Linked DNA regions of Ovis aries: region 2 is linked to region 1. A link is a contact called in public Hi-C data. All regions are on one chromosome and are shown on one strand. The core of a region is the stretch at or near the end of the contact, and the rest is flanking DNA. Distances in the headings are between cores, read along the strand shown.

Region 1 (5,832 bases), core at 1,117-3,616:
GCGAAGGACCGATGCCCGGGGAGGAGGTCCCGCCGGCCCTCCGTGGACTTCTTTGTGGGGGGGGGCACCCTGAATTTTTTCAACCATCCCCCGGAGGCCGCGGCGGCCTACTGAAGCGGGACCCCTCCACCATCGCCCCCCCGCCCCCAGCCCAACCGAGGGTAGCCACGGCAACGCAGCATCCCCCGTGTGCGCAGCGCAGAGGGATGGACCACGGGCCTCCGCGCCGGCCCCTTTCTAGAACCCGGCCCCGCCTGCCTGGCCACGGCCCTCCCCGATCGCCCCGGCGATCGACCGGCCTCTGCCTGTCCTCCCGCCACCCGCTCCGGCCCGAGTTACCTTGAAAGCGATGGGCAGGGTCTTGTTGCAGCGCCAGTGCGTGGGCAGCACGGAGCAGAGGAAGTTGGGGCTGTCGGTGCGCACCAGCTCGCCCGGGTGGTCGGCCAGCACCTCCACCATGCTGCGGTCGCCGCTCCTCAGCTTGCCGGCTAGGGCGGCGCCGGCGTCCGGGGCGCCCAGCGGCAGCGCCTCGCTCATCTTGCCCGGGCTCAGCGCGGTGGAAGGCGGCGTGAAGCGGCGGCTCGTGCTGGCATCTACAGGGATACGCATCACAACAAGCCGATTGAGTTAGGACCCTGCAAACAGCTCCTAACAAACGGCGACAGGGGCGCGGATCTTCAGCAAGCAGCTCCCGGGAGACCAACATACAAGTTCAGGGACCTTTATTGCTGCAAGGTGGCTGGGGGAGAGGGGGAGACTAAGTTACGAACAGTCCAGGAAGGCTGAAAAAGTTCTAGTTCTGACAATCGGCCTCAGCTCAGACCCGGGCACCGACCGCTTAGTGCTTTGAAAAGTGGGCGACCAGAATCCAAAGTCAAGGGCCAAGGGACCCTATCTTCTGAGTTTTGCTTTGAGAGTTTGAAGGTTCAGTCTTTGGCTGTTACAGAAGTACCCGGAGGCAAAAATTCCCATACACTTCCTAAACTATTTATGCGGAGAGCAGAAGGACCAGCAAATATAGGATTTGGACGTTCCAGTAGTTAATTGCCTGTCAGTTCTTCTTTTTTTTCCCCCCAGGTGAGTTTTGTTTAAAGTCCAAACAACAGAAAATATACGAGTGTCTTCAAATACGGCGCCACTTTTTATTCATGCAAAACTGGCTTCGGTCCTCAAAAGCGAGAGCTGAGACTTCCAAAAGGTCCTGCTTCTAATGTATGTGCACATATATATAAACATATACATATGCTCTACTTCATAAAATATTTACAATACAATCTGTAGAGAAATTAAACACAACAGAAACCCATTAATGTTCGCTGCACGTTTTTGTTTTTTTTTTTTCTTCTCTAAGTAGCCTTGAGAATCAGCTTCAGTAGTTGAAGGGCTGGGCTAGAAGGACTTGTCATGTTTTCAATAAATTCTGGCAAAATGCTCAGTTCAGAAAATTCAAGCTTTATCAAAGAAAAAGCTGATCTTAAAAAAAAAAAATCCAAGTCGATGATATTCAGGGTTCAGCTCTCCACATTTGAGAACTCGGGTTTGGGGATGTTGGTTAAGTTTGTGGCTGATCCTGTGGTTTGGTGGGAGGTGAGCTGCAGCGGAGTCAGACGCACGCAGGCACGCACTCTTCGGGAGCCAGCCGCCGTCTACATCGACTCCGGTGAGTCAGCCCCGACTTGGGCAGTAGCGAGACGAGCTTCCTCCAACGTCGCCCCAGCGCCGGCCGGGTGAACTGCCCGGACGCGCCAATTTACCCACACACCGCGGAACCGCAGCAGGTGGAGCGGGCCCTGGCGAGAAAGGCTCCGCAGCGCAGATCGCAACAGACGGGGCGGCTCGAGTTACACAAGCACGCACACTCTGCCACGCACACGCGCCACTTCACCACTCGCCACGAAGCCCGGCGCACTCTCTCCCGCTGTTGTCAAAGGACACAACCGGAGAAAAGTTCACACCCAGGAAAGAAATGGAACCATCCAGCCAAGAAACCAGTTCATTCAAAAGTAGGAAAAGGCAAAAACAACAACAAAATCCTCCCCCACACACAATTCAAAATCGAAGTTCCAACGCGGTTCTATGAAAAACAGCAAAGACTGACTTTCTTCTGGCGTCCCCAGTATCCCCAGCAAGAGATGCCTGCCGGCTCAGGGCCGGGCAGCGTGGTGCCCTGGCTGGGTCCGGCCGCGGGGCGCTCGTCCCGCCTGCGCCCGCTGGCTCTATGAATGAGAGTGCCTGGAAATGAACGTGCTTTTACTGTAAGCCCGGCCCGAGGAATTCCATTCCCTCAGCTCGTTTGCATAGGGGCGGCTGCCGGCCAATCACAGGCCTTTCCGGTATCAGGCAGGGCGCGGCTCGGTGCCGCGGGCTCCTGGAATTGGCCCGCGCGCCCCCGCCGCCGCCGCGCGCTACTGTACGCGGCCAGGGTGGAGAGTCCACCGCCAGCCAGTGCGGAGGCCACGCCGCGCTCCCCGCATCCACATACCCGCACCCACACGCTCCTACATTCGCTCGAGACCGCCATTCCGGTGCGGACGGCGGCGGCTTTGCACACTCGTGGGCTTGCGCGGCCGGCAGTCAGTCAGCCCGCCCGCCCCGGGGGGCTGCCGTGAGCGGCCGCGCCAGGGGCGGCCGTGGTTCGGAGACCCAGGAGGTGGAGCAGAAGGCCGGTCGGCCTGGAGGGACTGGGGCCGCGCGCTGAGCCGCAAATGGTCCGGGATCAGAGTCTGTCGGAGAGAAGCATCCGCGAGCCATGGAGATAGATGAAGCGGCCGCCGCTAGGCTCCCGAGACCTGGGGGCCGGGGGGCCCCAAGGCCTCCACTTTCCCGGCATGGATGGGACTCGCCGCGAGGGGGCCGGGAAGGGCCGAGGGCCCAGCCCGGGGAGCCGCTCGGCGCCGGTTGGCAGCCGCGGCGAAGTGGCGCTGATTCCTTTACTGAGACCAGACGGTGGTCGGTCTCCACGACCTGCTTTTTGTGTTGAGTTTTCTTTCTGGGTTTGTTTTCTTGGTGTTTTACGCTGCGTCTTGACGCGGCGCGCCTCGCTCAGGTGGAGTTGAGCTTAGTGGCCAGCGAAGGAGTTCCGTAGTTCAGAAGCCGCCCCCCCCCCCCCCGCCCCAAGAACAAGCGACTGGAAAGAAACTGGAAAGCCTCCGGGCGGGGTTCCCCCGCGGGGCCCAGGTCGTTTGCGCCCCGCACCCACCTCCAGCTCCCCGGAAACGGCCCCTGGGTCCACTCCCCGCCCGCGCGCGCGCGCTCGTCAGCCGCCCCGGGAGCTGAAGCCACCCCGGCTCTGCGCGCGGGCGGGAACATGCTCCCCGCTCCCGTCCCAGCGGCGCCGCGGGCATTTTCGCGGAGCTTAGAGGGGCCCCGGTTCCCCCCGCCCCACGCCACCGCCCGGCCGCGGGGCTCTCCCAGCTACACTCCGCGAGGAGTCCACTGGGTCCCTCCCTCGGGGGGAGGGCGCTCATCCACTCTCCCCCTCGCCTGGCACGGAGCCCTCCACGTCGACTTCGCCCGCCCCCGCCCCCGGGTGAGGGACCCTCCCTTCCCACTCCCCGCCTTGGTTCCCCCTGCCGATGCGCGATTTGGGGGTGCCGGACCGCTGCCGCCGGCGCCGCCGCTCCGGCTTCCCCAGGGCTCCAGCGCCAAGGGGCCTGCCAGAGGCGGGGGCCGTGGCGGGCCAGGCCTCGGAGGCCTTTCCGGGCGCCGCGGCCGCTTCCCTCGCCCCAGGCCCTGAGAGGCCGGGCGGCTCGGCGCGGGCGCCAGGGGGCAGCAGGCGCCCGGCGGCCGGCCCGCGCGCCGGGGAACGCCCCCGACGGCGCGGCTGTAGCTCCGTCCTTCTGGCGGCCTTTGGGTCTCCGGTAGGAACTTCAGCTGGGGAAGAAGCGAAAGGAGAAACGGCGACCGGATCCTGCCTGCGCGGCCCCGTTCCGCCCCCCGCCCCGCTATCCCAACGGCCGGGAGGGCAGCAGGGGAACCTTCGCGCAGGGGTCCGGGCTGTCCCGACCCGCGCGTATCGGGGTCTTTTTTTCCCGAAATCCCTTGGCCGTCCCCACCATCGGCTGGTCCCAAGCAGTAGGGGCTGGGGGCGTCCCGGGCTCCCTGCGGCAGGCCCCCTGCTTCCTGCCCCGCATCTCGCCCGGTGCGCCCGTCCCCTCGCTCCGAGAAACCTGGGACATTCCGGAACTTCCAGTATTCAGCTGTATTTTGTTTAATGGGTCTGAGGGTTGAGGGGAGTCTCAGAAAACGCCCTTGTATTTTTCTTTAAAAGTGATTTTTGAAGAAGCCTCATTTCAAACATTGCAGGTGTAAAGACACCCCCCCCCCCCCACAACAGTCTTCTCTCCACCCGGGCCGAGCGATCCCAAATAGCGAGCAGTCCCCAGACAATCCCCAGACAACCCCCAACCCCCCGCCCCGCCACACACACCCCGTCTGCGCCGGAGCCCCGGGGCCACACAGTCTCTCTTCTGCGCCCGGGCTCGACGCTGCCCGCTCTAGAGGCGAGTTCGGGCTGAGTGAAATCTTTCTGCTTGGGCTCGAGTGTATTTCCTCAGGAGCCGATCAAGTGCATCCCCATAGACCCCCTAGGACCGGGTCTGGGGTGACTCGAGTGTGGTGTAGGCAAAAATGGGCTCTATCTCGGAGGATGTAGCGGTCGGGGGGTGGGGGATAAGCCGCCTGCTCGGAAAGCTCAGAGAAAGCTCCATTGGGGCTGCGACCGTTTGCCTGAAACCCTCAACCGTGCGAAGGGCCGCGGGCGCCCCACGCAACGCGGTCTTCCAGGTGGGGATCAGGTTTCCTTAGTAAGAGAAGAGGATTAGCGATAGATGCACCCGGTTCAGACGCTGTTTAGCTCAGAATCTCAACCAGTAAAGCCCGAGTTCGAACTCCAACAAGGACAGTAGCAGCAGGGAAAGCTGCTGCTGATTTTATTTGAGTGGGGCCGCCGGGCATTTGGGGTTCTCAGGACCTTGCGCAGGCTGTAACTGCGCTAACGGGGTGCACGCTTGAAACCCAGCAATAAAACACACCGCCCCTCCTTATCGAGGAACTAAAATGAATGGAAAGCTGGCAGCCTGGGACTCAACTAAGAGGGTATCGCGAACCCCTTGATCTAAGGGGCTTTGTACATATAGCGTATGGAGTTGGATGTACTCTTTTTCCACCAGGAGCGCTCATTTAAGGGGCTATATAGAATTTCCCTTCCCTTGCTTCTCTAAGAGAAAAGGAAAGGAAACATTTCTGTATACACTCGTAGTGTTCCCCTGGAATAATACTAATATTTGCTTTTGTCAAAACACAGTGCAAAAATTACAACGAAGCAATATGTTGGGCGGATGGATGCTGTGTGACAGTTTCTTCCAAATTTGCTGCATGGGGGAAATTTCCAAAAGGCTCCTAGTTGATTGAATGAAATGTGAGTTCTCACAGTGAATTGAAAAATCAGTATTTACTTAGCTGGAAGGGGAAAATAAAACAATTTCACTGGAAAACAGCTTATTGACATTTTTTTTCTACAACTTTAAGTAAATATATAATGATGGGGGTCTCAGAAAACATTTAAATATTACACATTTTTTACTCTTTCAAAACGCTCTCAAAAATAAGAATCTCAACCATTCTCTTAAAATCCCCTCTGTAATATATTTCTAAAATTACATTCCTAAAAATGCAACATTTCTAAAAGAATTATTTCTGTTTTCAGTGACCATTTTAATGAAAATAAAAAGCAGAGAATGTATTTTGCTAGAGGTGGACCACATTAGTTGGTACTAATGGCACAGGGAATGAGAACAATTTTAATGGAGACTAACATACATGTAAATGTAT
Region 2 (5,832 bases), core at 2,147-4,646, 320 kb after region 1:
GTACGTCAAGGCTGTATATTGTCACCCTGCTTATTTAACTTATATGCAGAGTACATCATGAGAAATGCTGGACTGGAAGAAACACAAGCTGGAATCAAGATTGCCGGGAGAAATATCAATAACCTCAGATATGCAGATGGCATCACCCTTATGGCAGAAAGTGAAGAGGAGCTAAAAAGCCTCTTGATGAAAGTAAAAGAGGAGAGTGAAAAAGTTGGCTTAAAGCTCAGCATTCAGAAAATGAAGATCATGGCATCCAGTCCCATCACTTCATGGGAAATAGATGGGGAAACAGTGGAAACAGTGTCAGACTTTTTTTTTTGGGGGGGGGGGCTCCAAAATCACTGCATATGGTGATTGCAGCCATGAAATTAAAAGACACTTCCTCCTTGGAAGAAAAGTTATGACCAACCTAGATAGTATATTCAAAAGCAGAGACATTACTTTGCCGACTAAGGTCCGTCTAGTCAAGGCTATGGTTTTTCCTGTGGTCATGTATGGATGTGAGAGTTGGACTGTGAAGAAGGTTGAGCACCGAAGAATTGATGCTTTTGAACTGTGGTGTTGGAGAAGACTCTTGAGAGTCCCTTGGACTGCAAGGAGATCCAACCAGTCCATTCTGAAGGAGATCAACCCTGGGATTTCTTTGGAAGGAATGATGCTAAAGCTGAAACTCCAGTACTTTGGCCACCTCATGCGAAGAGTTGACTCATTGGAAAAGACTCTGATGCTGGGAGGGATTGGGGGCAGGAGGAGAAGGGGACAACCGAGGATGAGATGGCTGGATGGCATCACTGACTCGATGGACGTGAATCTGAGTGAACTCTGGGAGTTTGTGATGGACAGGGAGGCCTGGCGTGCTGCGATTCACGGGGTCGCAAAGAGTCAGACATGACTGAGCGACTGAACTGAACTGAACTGAACTGATTCTTGCCTGGAGAACTTCATGGACAGAGAAACCTGGTGCACTAGAGCCCATGAGGTCGCAAAGAGCTGGACACAACTGAGTGACTTTCACTTTTCACTTTCATCGTGACTGCAAAGATGTGAAAGTCTACAGAGCATACTCCTAAATTTGGACACTTAGGGTAAATCATTCCTTGATATGGTGTAACTGTCATCTGTTGTCTGCCACTCAATGCCCTGGGTCTGGCACTGACTGGCCTCCCTAACCAGCCCACCTGGCATCAAACTAAGCCAAGAATGCCTCTATGGACAGCCGTGTTCACAGGCCGTCAGTGCTTGCTGTGCTGTTTTCCTATTGCTGCTGTGACAAATGATCACAGAGTATTGAAATAACAAATCCATCTTGCAGTTCTGGAGCTCCAGAATTTAAAATGGGTCTTGGTGTTGCTGTTCAGTCGCTAAGTCATCTCCAACTCTTTGTGACCCCAGGGACTGCAGCACACCACACTCCTCTGTCCTCCACTATCTCCCAGAAAAATGAGTCTTACAGACCTAAAATTGAAGCGTCCGCAGATTTACATTTCTTCTGGATTTTTCATGTAATTCATTGCTGTTGTTTAGTTGCTAGGTCATGTCTGACTCTTTGTCACCTCCTGTACTGTAGCCCTCCAGGCTCCTCTGTCCATGGGGATTCTCCAGGAAGGAATACTGAAGTGGATTGCCATGCCCTCCTCTGCGGGATCTTTCTGACCCAGGGATCAAAGCCCTGTCTCCTGCACTGCAGCTGGAGTCTTTACCACTGAGCCACCAGGGAAGCCCCTTCATGCATTCTAGAACGAAGCACTCAGAACCATAAAGGAGATCTTTATATTGATCTTAGGCAACTCTCATCAGGTTCCCTGATGAGATATGGATCGTAGTTGACTTGCTGAGCCTATTGGTCCAACTAGACTTTGGAAATGGTCCCAGAAGGCTGTTTTCTCAGGATATCAGAATGGCTGCCCACCCCTATAGGATGAGGCTCTGATAAGGATGCTGGATATTCACCATATGCTCCCCTTATAGCCCCAGGCATTCTCCCCAATCCTCTGCCCTGCTTCCTGCCCCTGGGAGGGACCTCTGTGGGGCATGACTATGTTCCTTGGGCTGCCTTGCCCTCTGGCAGGAGACTGAAGGAGGAGGGGAGAGAAAGGGCAAAATGCTTTTTTGTCCCCCTCTTCCCACCTTGCTGTAGCTCCTCTGGGGACTGGGCTGTATGGCTACATCTCCAGTGGGATGGTCCTTCTTCTGCAGCTCCAGTCTCAGCCCCTGTTTGCCTTGCTTCCTCTGACTTAGAGGTGCTAGGATCTGGGTACCTCACTATTCCTTATGAGCTTCCCAAGCTCATACATCTGTAAATAGTTACCTTCATTAAATTCTCCCATTTCCACAACTGAAGGGCAGGTCATCTTTTTCCTGGGGGTTTCCCCGGCGGCTCATCGGTAAAGAAGCTGCCTGCAGTGCAGGAAATGGGGGTTCAATCCTTGGGTTGGGAAGATTTCCTGGAGGAGAATATGATAACACACTCCAGTATTCTTGCCTGGATAATCCCATGGACACAGAAGCCCGGCAGGTTATAGTCCAAGGGTAGCTAAGAGTCAGACATGACTGAAGCAACACAGCAGGCAGGCAGGCATCTTTTTTGCTGCTAGGAGTCTAATGGTAAGCATCAAGAACTATTAGTGAGCGTTTTTACCTCCATCATGTTATTTATACCTCTATTATGTTATCCTTGGTCCATGCTCTGGAAGACGCAGTGAAGACTCTGAGCCCGTCTTTACCCTTTTCAGTCTGTGCCGCATTTCTGTGTCAAACATAGCTCCAGAGGATCCAGAGAATTCTGAGAACACCTTGTTTTGTTAGGCATTTTAGTTTTCAAAGGATTTGTCTATTCACTGAAGGAATGTTTACAACCTCTTTTGAAGCCAATCATAGGGATGGTATTAGTGTTCTTCCTATCTCATGCTTTTGCCCAAGGACGTCTCAATGGCACACGTACAACTTGCCCCCATGTTTGTGGCTTTTCTGCCAGCTCTCCTTTCCACTGAGCTGGGAGGACTCCGTTATGGATTTTCCTTTCTTGCTCCTACAGCTTTACTTTGGCAGAGGCCTGACGCAAAAAAATCCAACAATGGAATGTACCAGCTCATGCTGTAAAAGGTCAGTCCGCTTCATGGCATCCTGTGAGACACACAGAATCAGCTTAGTCAGAGCCATGTGCCATCTGACTAACGACTGGCCCTGAATTGGGCATTGTGCTGTACAGCTGGAGCAGATGGTCCCATCACTCTACAGTACCCCGTGTCAAATGAGCAATGCCCAATAGTGCCAAGAAACCCCTTGAGTAAGCGCAGAAAAATCTCCAGTGTCAGCGTGTCACAAGGGATCCTAGCACACAGGACATACTCAGCGCCCCATAACTAGACCATGTCCAAAGTCAATGGAACTTCAATTGCAAAGCGGAAGTTGTGACTGCCAAACTGGGGCAGCACAGAGTGCCAGTCTCAACTTCGTTGAAGTTTGTTTGTGCAGGTTTGGAAATCACGGAAAGGTGGATGAACCTTTGGCCAAGGATGAGGGGAAAAAAAAAAAAAAACCTTGGTTAAAGAAAGGGCAAATGGAGATAATTGTGAAAAGCAGCAAGTGTGTGGTTATTTCTACTTATGAGTATTCTGTACTCTAGGTAGTCACAGATGACTTGTTAACAAATTCCAACAGTGGTATGGATATAAATCCTGAATTAGTGTCTTTTGCAAAATGTCATTTCATGCATGTGTTAGTCACTCAGTTGTGTTCGACCATGGACTATGGTCCCCCAGGCCTCTCTGTCCAAGGAATTCTCCAGGCAAGCATACTGGCATGGGTGTGTACCATGTGCTTAGCTGTGTCTGACTCTTTGCGACCCCATGCACTGTAGCCCACCAGACTCCTGTGTCCATGGGGTTTCTCAGGCAAGAGTACTGGAGGAGGTTGCCTTTCCTTTCTCCAGGGAATCTTCCCAACCCAGGGATCAAACCTGGGCCTCCTGAATAACAGGCAGATTCTTTACCATGTAAGCCACATGGAAGCTCATTTTATACATAATGAAAAGTAAAAAGAATAACTGGTTGCCTCTGAGGGGGTGGGGATTGACTGAGAAAGGGTGTGAGAGAACCTAGCGGGTGATGGTCTTGTTCTCTATCTTGATAAGGGTTGCGTTACATACCTATCTGTGTGCATTTGTCAAAAGTTTTAGAGACTCATAAGATTTATGCATTTCACTGTAGGAACTTTTCTAAATAAATGTATATAAGCAAATATTGAGCTCTCGATAACAATATACATAAGGAAATATTTACAGATGAAGTATATCAGTGTCCAGCAATTCGCTTTAACATGCATCCTATGCATCACATCCATCTAAAAAGTGGGTATGGCTATTTTCTGTGCAATCCTTTCCATTTTTTTGTGTATTTTAAAGTTTCTGTTATTGCTCTATACAAACGAGGTAACCAACAACAATTTGTATAGCACAGGGATGTATCCTCAATATTTGGTAATACTCTGTAAGGGAAAATATGTGTATATATACACATATGTGTGTATATATATGCATATGCTCAGTCGCTTTAGTCACGTCCGACTCTGCCATCCCATGGATTATTGCCCACAAGGTTCCTCTGTCCATGGGATTTCCCAGGCAAGAATGCTGGAATGGGTTGACAATTCCTCCTCTAGGATATGTATATATCTGAATCACTTTGCTATAAACTTGAAACCAATACAAGATTGTAAATCAACTATACGCCATTAAAAAATAAAATAACTTGAAAAAAAGTCTTGGGAAAAAAAAAAGAAACACCCCATGGCTTCTCATACGGTTGAGAATATTTTAATACAAGTATTGCTTTTAAGAATTGAAGTATGCCCCATAGGATAAGACACAGGTTATCCAAAGTGAAACCAATTCTCCCAAACTAAATCTGGTTAGAAAAGCTGGTCCCTAGTCAGACACAACTCAGTGACCAAGCAACAAACAAATAAAGGGGGATGAATAAGAGCTTACATGGAAAGATACCTGAGGGTCACAGGATTGCAAGAAATGCATGATTTTGAAGAAGCTATTTCTAAAAAAAAAAAACCAAAAAACAAAAAAACAACACTTTGAGGCTAAAGGTTGATTCAATCTCTACACCTAGCAGATCCACTCCATTCCTTTGTCCTCAAACCACTTCATTCATCTCACAGATGGTCTAGAGGCGTGAATCATGCATGGGCAATGGGCAAATGTTGGACTCTGCAACACAGAATGGAGAGAATTACGGACTTACACTTTCAGATACTTCTGAACATGGTTAAACACCAGAGCCCTTCAAATTTTCAACTTTTACAGAAATGCCTACAGTTTTATTCTTTGACAGTTTGACACATTGACTCTGTTTTTGGAGAGACCATCAACAGGGTGCTTCCATCTCTCGACGTCTGGGTCTACTAATAGACTAATAACATTGCAGACAGTACCTTGTGGAATGTAGGTGTTTAATGAACATATTACAATGGATTTGGAATCCTCCAGCTGCTCCTCTGCCTGCCTGCATGCCCTTTAGACAAATGTTTCAACTCCGTGAACCTCATCTTCCTTATCTCTGCAAAACAATGGCAATAGTAACAGGTACCTTTGGAGTCATCATGAGAATCACATACGTTTAAAAAGATGTGAAATCTCTAGCAGGTGGTTGAATGAGACCCAAAAGAAACAAAAGAAGATGAATGAGAAAGTCTTTACCTGTTGGCCCAGCCTGTTGGACTGGCTTACAGTTGGGAAAGGAGAAAATGATCACGGCTAATGTTGGGTTGAAAAGTTGTTCTGGTTGAACTCGCAGAAGACAGTGGAGGAGGCCACTGCCG

The links. A called contact is a pair of places that touch in the nucleus more often than the background predicts.
Region 2: a Hi-C map of liver shows a contact between it and region 1, with 5 times the contacts expected there. The contact joins two enhancer-like sites. A contact is called at or near these places in 2 of 16 Hi-C or Micro-C datasets (liver and skin fibroblasts).

What each region holds. Positions count from the first base shown.
Region 1 is chr1:267,703,240-267,709,071 of ARS-UI_Ramb_v3.0, forward strand. RUNX1 (RUNX family transcription factor 1) reads right to left here. Exons shown (of 8, transcript XM_042238225.2): 4 at 340-593. Among named protein-coding and RNA genes, the nearest start is that of RUNX1, 170 kb to the right of the region's middle. Within about 2 kb of position 2,367, at least 38 of the 54 cell types and tissues checked have an H3K27ac peak or open chromatin away from gene starts, as enhancers often do. A contact at or near this core is called in liver, where this site is marked.
Region 2 is chr1:268,023,680-268,029,511 of ARS-UI_Ramb_v3.0, forward strand. No RefSeq gene overlaps it. Among named protein-coding and RNA genes, the nearest start is that of RUNX1, 150 kb to the left of the region's middle. Within about 2 kb of position 3,397, at least 7 of the 54 cell types and tissues checked have an H3K27ac peak or open chromatin away from gene starts, as enhancers often do. A contact at or near this core is called in liver, where this site is marked.